3 separate regions of the Mus musculus genome follow, and all the other regions are linked to region 1. The links are chromatin contacts, called in public HiChIP or PLAC-seq maps. All regions are on one chromosome and are shown on one strand. Each heading gives the region's core, a stretch centred on a gene start, on an enhancer-like site or on the middle of the called end of the contact. The rest is flanking DNA. Distances are from core to core; before and after follow the strand shown.

Region 1 (2,605 bases), core at 45-2,544:
GCCCCAGCTCTGCCACCTCTCCCTGGGGGTGGGGGTGGCTATCTCCCCTCCCACTATTTGTACCTCTAGTGTATGCACAATGCCTGGCACAGAGTGGTCACCCCCAAAACATCTCTAAATGCCAGCTACCAACTAAGAAACCTGTGTCCTCTATTCACTTTCAGATGGCTTCCTTACTCCCAAAAGCCCTACTTCACTTCAACAACGCATGTTATCATTGCCTGCTTGTGAGGAAGCTCCGGTCATATCATTCAGAATGATAAACTAAACTCCTGGCAAGGGACCGAATGTCTCGGGTATGATGAAGGTCACCCACTGAAGACTACCTGGACAATAATTCCGAGAGTTCAGAGGACTTTGGTCAGAACAAACACAAGCAATGAGTTTTGTGATTCCCCTCCACTCCAACTCCCTCCCTAGCCCTGTCTAGGTCAGAGCACCTAGAAACCATAATCATGTGCCCTGAAAACGAAACTCATTCGGTTCCCCATCCATCCTTCCTTTGGCTCTCCCACCAAAGTAAAAAGGCAGGCCGAAGAACATCTGAAGTCCCGGGGTGCAGAGATTGTTGATCAGAGAAGGGGGAGGGGTAACAGGTTCTAGGTATGTACTGGCTGAGTTAGCAGGCCCCGCGCGGGTTAACCCCGGGGTCTAGGACTGAATCACCTAATATTCTCCTGTGGCGGGGTGCCCCAGAGAGAGTGCGGGAAATAGGTGGACCTAGACTGCAACTTCGCAGCTGGGTCCGGGGCTCAAGTCAACTAACCTCACCATGGCTTCAGCATTACCATCAGCTCCAACTGGGAGCAAGGGTCCTGCCCGCGCGCTCAGCTACACACCCTCCTAGTGATGGTCCCGGAGGCCAGCGGGGATGCGGGCACAACTCCACCCAGCGCGACTCCCGGTTCTGTCTGGATCAGGGCGGCCGGGCCGTGGGGACCTACCTTGCCGTACTTCTTCAGTTTTCGCCGGTACCTCTTCTTGGGCTTGTCGCCTGGCGCGGGCTCCTCCAGGGAGTCGTAGCGCTCAGGCAGCGCAGCCAGGTGCACCCTGCGTGCGCTCGGAGTCCCCGCGCGCCGCCCGCCCTCTTCGCGCTCACAGTCCGGGCTCGCCGGGTCCTCGTCCTCGCCCTCCAGGTGCTCCACGATGGCATCTGTCTCCTCGTCACCGGCGCGGCGCGATCGCCCCAGGGGCCTTCGGCCCACTAAGCTGCTCGCCGCCTTGCTTCGGAGCCGGGCGCCCACCGTCATGATGCCGCCGAGCTCTGGAGAAGGGCCCAGGCTATGAGGCAACCTTTGCTCCACGCTCCGCCCGGCTCCTGCCCCTGCGGACCGCCCCGGCCCTGTGCGCTCCGGGAACCAGAGGTCGCAGCACACCCATGCGGTGGGGTCCAGGATTACGGGGGCAGACGTAAAAGGCTTTCCGGAGAACCCTGCAGCAGAAACCATTGCTCAGGGTAGGCAAGTTCAGCTGTACTGGGAACAGACTCCAAACAACAGACCTACTACGGGTGCGGGCATTTAAAACTAGCAGGGTGTGGTGGCACACACCTTTAATCCCTGCGTTTAATCCCAGGCTGAGGCTGGTGGATCTCTGAGTTCAAGGCTCACTTTGGTTCACAGAGCAAGTTCCAGGATAGCCAAGGCTACAAAATAACAAACAAACAAATGGTAGAGATGGTATTGGTGAAGATTCCTCAGTGCTGGTGTGGACATGTTGACAGGGTCATGAAAATATTATATTCAGACCTGGGGATGTAGCTCAGTTGGGAGAATGCTACCTAGGCATGCCCGAAAGTCCGGACTCCATCCCCAGTGTCACAGAAGCCCCATCAAGGTGGCACATGCTCCGAACCTAGGAAGTGGAGGCAGAAGGATTAGGGGTTCAAGTTGACCACAGCGAGTCTGAGGTCCAGCCTGGGCTACATGATGCTCTGAATCAAACACAAGCAAGAAGCGCAGGGTAAGAAAACGTTAAAAATGTCTTCCCAACATTCACATGCCTGATGATCAGCATTTCTGTCTCCCATCAAAACATTCCATACATACTTACAACTAAGTAAAGGGTGGAGTCCGTCCTTGGAAGCTGAGCAGGCGTTTAGACAACGTGTGTTCTTGGCAGTGGAACCTGAACAACAGCCATCAAGCCCAGTGTGTGTATGTGTGTGTGTGGGGGGGTCTCACTCCACATTATAGGAAGGAGAGATGAGATCGGTTTTTATAGAAATCAAGTAAGTGGTTTCTTTGTGGCTTCCAAATCAAATCTTCTTACATTAAATTGCTTCCTGAACATTTTAGAGACATGACGTTTTTTAGAGATTCATTTTTTTAAACTATGTTTAATTATGTGTAAGTATGTACAGAGTCTCTGGCCTGGAGCTATAGTTACAGACAGGTGATGTGGTTGCTAGAAATCTATCTCTGGTCCTCTGAAGGAACAGTGTATGCTCTTAGCCACTGAGCCATCTCTCCAGCCAGTTTCCAACTGTTTAGACATTTTCTTCCTCCATGGCCTGAGATCTCCACTAGCCTCCTGCTCAGTCATCAGAAAGCAGTTCTTCACACAGTTCATGAATGTGGCTTCCACTTTGGAACGAGAAACACTT
Region 2 (2,605 bases), core at 79-2,578, 400 kb after region 1:
GAGAGGACCTCTTGGGATTGAACACAGGCCACCAGCTTACAGAGCAAGCACTGGGCTACTTTTAAATGAAAAGTACTGACGAGGCAGTGCTGTGCCTTCCTGTCTTCAAGTTCTTACTGAAAGTTGTCAGTGCAGCTGTCCAGGCTCAGCATTCCAAGGACAAAGATCCCTCTGCAGAAGCAGCAAACACTCATTGGAAAGACCTCAACTGGCCAGGTTTGGCTGTGGACTTAGCCCATCACCTTCAAGTGAGCGACGATGTCATTCGAAGGCACTATGTGGGGGAGCTGTACAGCCATGGAGCTGACCTCTTAGGAGAGGAGGTAAGAGTGGCCCGAGATGCTCATTGGCCTCTGAGGAGAGGAGGTAGGGATGACCCGAGATGCTCATGGGGTGGAAGTTATAAAACACACAGCCAGAGCTGGATATAGTGCTGTGTGCATTTGGGATGCAGAAGCAGGAGGATAAGAACTTTTAAGGTCAGCCTCATCTACATAAACCAGTTTGGACATGAGACCAAGTCTAGTCAACAAAGGAATAGAAAGCTGTGTCTGTCTGGATTTGTGCCTGCTGCCAGGTTCATACAGACACAGAGCAGTAAACAGGTGAGGCCCCTTGAGGATTGATCATCTGCTGGAACAGAGAAGCATGAAGTTCTGTACCAAGAGATGAACGTAAACCGAGTCACAGGAGTCTCAGTGGGTGAAAGAAAGTGGTAACGAAACCGCCCTCAAGGAGAACCAACTAGCCGCTCCCAGAGCTGAGGAACAGAGGAGTCCAAAGGTCCAGAGATAGGGAGCAGCGTGGCAAGGTCCAAGACCAGAAAGCCAGTGTGGCTGCCAGACCTCATAAGCAATGAGTCAGGGTGGGTAGGTATGCACTCAGGCTAGGAGCGAGTGACTCCATCAGCAATAAGGAGAGGTTGGCTGTTCTCCAAGCCCGAGGCCACTTCGGAGTACTCAGTAGCCGTCAGACGGCAGAATCTAACACTCTCCCATTTTTTGTAAATGAGATACAGTGTCATGAATTGAAAATTTAGGTAACAAAAATTAGCTGATGAGCAAAAGTTGGGTTTAAATTCTAGGTCAATTTCAATTTCCCTTCGTCCGTACACCTGAGAGCCGAAGTAGAGTCTTCATTGGCAACCCTGGGACAATAGCTCTTGCTGAATTGTTTCTCCATGTTCACCCTCAGGCCATTTTTCAAGTTCAGGACAAAGAAGTTCTGGCGTCTCAGCTGCTAGTGCTGACCGGGCAAAGGCTGGCTCACGCGCTTTTCCACACCCAGACGAAGGAAGGCATGGAGCTGCTGGCCAGACTCCCGCCCACACTCTGCACCTGGCTGAAGGCAATGGTGAGTGGAGGGCGGCGTGAGCAGACGCTCCGCGATGGATGGCCTCGCCAGGGAGCTTCTTTGGTTTTTTTGAGACAGGGTTTCTCTGTGTAGCCCTGGCTGTCCTGGAACTCACTTTGTAGACCAGGCTGGCCTTAAACTCAGAAATCTGCCTGCCTCTGCCTTCCGAGTGCTGGGATTAAAGGCGTGCACCACCACGCCCGGCCAAAGAGATGCTTTTATTGGGAGAACTTCCACAGTAAAGCTTAAGTCAGTAAGGTCATGTTTGGCTGCATCAAACTAATGGCTGTCCTGTCCCATTCGCAGAACCCTCAGGATCTTCAGAACACTGGCGTGCCTATTGCAGCAACAGCTAAACTCGTGCATAAAGTGATGGAGCTCCTGCCAGAGAAGCACGGGCAGTACAGCCTCGCCTTACACCTCATCGATGCCGTGGAAGCCATGGCGACTTTATGACAGTAGCCTACAGTCCTGTGACTACATGAACCACTGCATGTCATTTTTCATAGTAAGATCTGGAACTTCGGAAGGTTTTTTTTTTTGTATAATAAATAAATATATTACTTTAAAATGTGCAATCCTGTCTAAATTCCCCATCTTCAGCAAAGACTGAAGATAAACTATAAACACATTAACTATCCTGTGACTAATGCAGATGCTTTATTCTTTATTTTTTCATTCAAATAAGCAGTTTTATTGTTAAACTTTGGTATTGTTACTGGTTATAATTTGCAGATTTTGTTCTTAGTGTAGTAGTCTAGTTCCTATCCAAATGATTCCGTGGGGATTAAGTGTGTTCACACTGCTTCCATGAGCACACTAGAGATACAGCCCATGTCCCTTTCAAACACACAGAGATGTCCTCATGGTTGGTCGTGTACCGGGATGCCACCTGGCAGGGAGCTCTGGGTGCTAACCACTTCCTGTCCAGGGTGCTACTGCTGTCAGAGGAGAAATGGCTTGAGATCAGCAGGGGACCGGGGAACTTGGGGAAGGACCTCAAGTCTGTTGTCCTTGCCAGACTTAGGAATCAGAGGTGTGAACAAAGCAGCAAGATCAGTTATTATGTAAATTAAAATTTACTCTATTTTGTCAAGTTCCAAAATTGTATCCACATCAGGTAATTGTAAAAATGTATTATCTTGTAAGACATGTTTAAAAAAAAAGAACAAAGCAAAGAAACAATATTTAAAAATTCAACTTTATTTTTCTTCCAAGTGTTCAAAACTGTCTGTTTCTGGGACTTGGTCAT
Region 3 (2,605 bases), core at 30-2,529, 350 kb after region 1:
ACTTGTGGTTGACATTGGACACCTCTTTATGTTTTCCATTTATAAATATTTTGGTGAGTACATGCTTTTTTTTTTTTCTAAAATCTGATAGCAATTTAAAGCCCTTAGCATTTGATTTACTTATAAGATCTATTCTACTTAAACTAGACACTAATTGTTACTATTTACTGGTTGTGTTAGCCTAAGAACTAAATGGCAGTCTCTGGGTTAAATATTATTTGGTACTTTTTTTGACCACAGGGAACCTGGTGGAGCAGAGAGATTTTCTATCTAGTATTACAATCTATCCAGGAAACAGAGACGCATGCTTGCTTGTTAGTTCTGCAGCTCCACTGTTACTACCTCCATGCAGAAAACTGCAGAAAACTCAGGCGTTACATAAAAATGTGAGTGTTTCACTCTCTAAACTAATGGTCATCATTACCAATTGATGGGGCATGTGAGTGGACACTTGCCTGTAAGTAGTGTAGACATAAAGAACAAGAGAATTGGGGTGCATTTGCCTGTTGGGCCCAAGGCCCTGGGCTCAGTCCTTAGCACCAAAAAAGAAAAAAAAAGGGGGGGGGGTCGTAACAAATAATCCTAAATTAGTTGATTATAAAATAAATGTAAAATTTCTGGCTTCCTCAAATTTTAAAAATTGAGATTCAGAATGTAAGCTTTTGTCACTCGTTTTACTTGTAAGAGGGTTTAAAAAAATTTAAACCAAATTAGAGAGAGTTCATGCTTTGCCCCAGTTTGGTTTTGAAAGGACTGTAAGGTCTTTAACTTGAGCAGCTGGGACTCTGATCTTTCCACGCTGTGAGACAGCTGTAGGTTTGACTCAGGGGCTACAGAGCTTTGCCATCTTTGCTCTTTCTGTTTAGTATTTTGAACTGTTCTGTAGAGTTTTGTTTAGAGACAAGCCCCATTACAGCTTCCCCCCACAAGGAAGGAAGGGAATGGAAATTTGAAAAGCATTAGGCATAGCATAAATTAGAAGCAGACTACCAGGAGATGCAGCACGGAGACCTTGCTTTGTGTGACCTCTCTTGCTTTCAGGAGGTATGAGTGAGTAGCTCTGAGTCTGAGTGGCCATCTGCTAGACAGTTCTAGAGCACACCCGTGAGTGTGCCGACAGGCCCTGAGAACACTGGGTGTTGCTGGCCCCTAGAATGTATAAACAGCTTTGAAAGTTAGCCCAGTGAAAAGTACACACTGTGAGGCTGCTGCTGGCTGTGTGGTGGCCATTTCACACAGCAGTGGAGACAACGACAGACAGCAGGCCAGCGATGACTCATCAGCATGGGGCAGCTGCCTACAGCTGAAGGCTGGTCACAGTGCTGTGGGTTTATCATCAGACACACCTTAGAAGAAAGAGTCATTGAACAACCTTGCAGCCTTAAAACCAAAGAAAGGAGAATGATGAGTGATGGAAGCGGCCTGGGTTAGAGACGGTGCCTTCTCCTGGGGCTCTGTGGTGGCTCCCCACTTGGTTCAGGTGAAGACATTCTCCCTGGTCTTAAGGGAAAGCCTCGGTATACAGGCCGCAGTGAAACAGCTTTCTTCCCTCTCCCAATAGTGACGGACGCACTGCCAGTCTTGGAGTCTGGTTTTGTAGGAAACTTGCTGTTTTACTGTGGGGTACTTTGTTTTCTTTCTTTTTAATTTCCCACCTCACTTGGGAAATTAACCACCTTTTCAGTTGGTGGTGTTATTTTAGGATCACTGCCTTCAAGGGGGCAATATTAGTGTCTGTGGCCCCTTATTGTGGATGGGTTTTTCAGAAACTTAATTGGTAGACAAAGGGCCTCAGGTACAAAATGAACCTGCATCTTGCCAGCTACCTACCAAATGTGCACCAAAGCCTTGGGCTTCATGGCTTGTTGTTCTGTACAGCTCACTGCCTGTTGATAAACTGGAAGTACAGCTTCGTGGTAAAGCTAGTAGTAGTTGATCGTGGTCCAGCCTGGGGTGTGGCTTTCTGATTGTTCCTATCCTGGTATATTTTTGTCAGATTGTATCTGCTTTGACTTGAAAGTTCTGACACAGGGACTCCTGCAGACACATCTCTGTTGTTCATGCACGGCTTCTATTTCTACTGCTGCTTGAGCTGGATTCTTAAAGAACCCTTGTTCCTTTCCGTCAGCTGATCACACTTCCAAGAAGGGAAAAGTGAGAGCATGGGGCAGTTACTGAAGGAACTGGGATTACACATAGGGGTGTCACAGGGATTCATTGCTGGGAAGACACCATGACCATGGCAGCTCTTGGAAAGGAAAGCATTTATCCAGGGCTGGCTTATAGTTCAGGAGGTTTAGTCCATTATCGTCATGGTGAGAAGCATGGCAGCAAGCGGGCAGACGTGGTGCTGGAGAGGTAGTTCAGAGTTTTATGTCTGGATCCACAGGAGCAGGACAAGAGAGTGACAATGGGTCTGATTGATCTTCTGACACCTCATAGCCCACCCCCTGTGACACACTTCCTCCAACCAGGTAGCACCTACTCCAGCAAGGCTACCTGTCCAATAATGCCACTCTTTCTGAGTCACTGCAGGCATTATCATTAAAACCGCCACAGAGGAGAAAAGGAAAAAACCTTTTAAAGGTGTGGTTAAAAAAAAATA

Evidence for each region. HiChIP or PLAC-seq counts read pairs in DNA pulled down with a chosen protein or histone mark.
Region 2: a FOXA1 HiChIP or PLAC-seq map of pancreatic cancer cells shows a contact between it and region 1. The contact joins the enhancer-like site here to the promoter of C130074G19Rik in region 1. A contact is called at or near these places in 2 of 39 promoter capture datasets (hippocampal neurons and trophoblast stem cells), 2 of 115 datasets of contacts at active chromatin or transcription factors (embryonic stem cells and pancreatic cancer cells) and 1 of 9 other capture datasets (embryonic stem cells).
Region 3: a FOXA1 HiChIP or PLAC-seq map of pancreatic cancer cells shows a contact between it and region 1. The contact joins the enhancer-like site here to the promoter of C130074G19Rik in region 1. A contact is called at or near these places in 5 of 115 datasets of contacts at active chromatin or transcription factors (embryonic stem cells, neural tube and pancreatic cancer cells) and 2 of 9 other capture datasets (embryonic stem cells and pancreatic islet).

The regions. Positions count from the first base shown.
Region 1 is chr1:184,881,742-184,884,346 of GRCm38.p6, forward strand. It overlaps C130074G19Rik (RIKEN cDNA C130074G19 gene), which reads right to left and starts at 1,295. Exons shown (of 2, transcript NM_178692.3): 1 at 945-1,295. The coding sequence starts at 1,250. Gm34602 (a long non-coding RNA gene) reads left to right here. Exons shown (of 4, transcript XR_003948516.1): 4 at 165-540. It also overlaps the pseudogene Gm17905.
Region 2 is chr1:185,282,188-185,284,792 of GRCm38.p6, forward strand. It overlaps Rab3gap2 (RAB3 GTPase activating protein subunit 2), which reads left to right. Exons shown (of 35, transcript NM_001163754.1): 33 at 111-323; 34 at 1,195-1,353; 35 at 1,660-2,605. The coding sequence ends at 1,809. Among named protein-coding and RNA genes, the nearest start is that of Mir194-1, 30 kb to the right of the region's middle. Within about 2 kb of position 1,329, at least 57 of the 459 cell types and tissues checked have an H3K27ac peak or open chromatin away from gene starts, as enhancers often do. A contact at or near this core is called in pancreatic cancer cells, where this site is marked.
Region 3 is chr1:185,228,797-185,231,401 of GRCm38.p6, forward strand. The region is part of intron 2 of Rab3gap2 (RAB3 GTPase activating protein subunit 2); the gene reads left to right. Among named protein-coding and RNA genes, the nearest start is that of Snora36b, 13 kb to the right of the region's middle. Within about 2 kb of position 1,280, at least 132 of the 459 cell types and tissues checked have an H3K27ac peak or open chromatin away from gene starts, as enhancers often do. A contact at or near this core is called in pancreatic cancer cells and pancreatic islet, where this site is marked.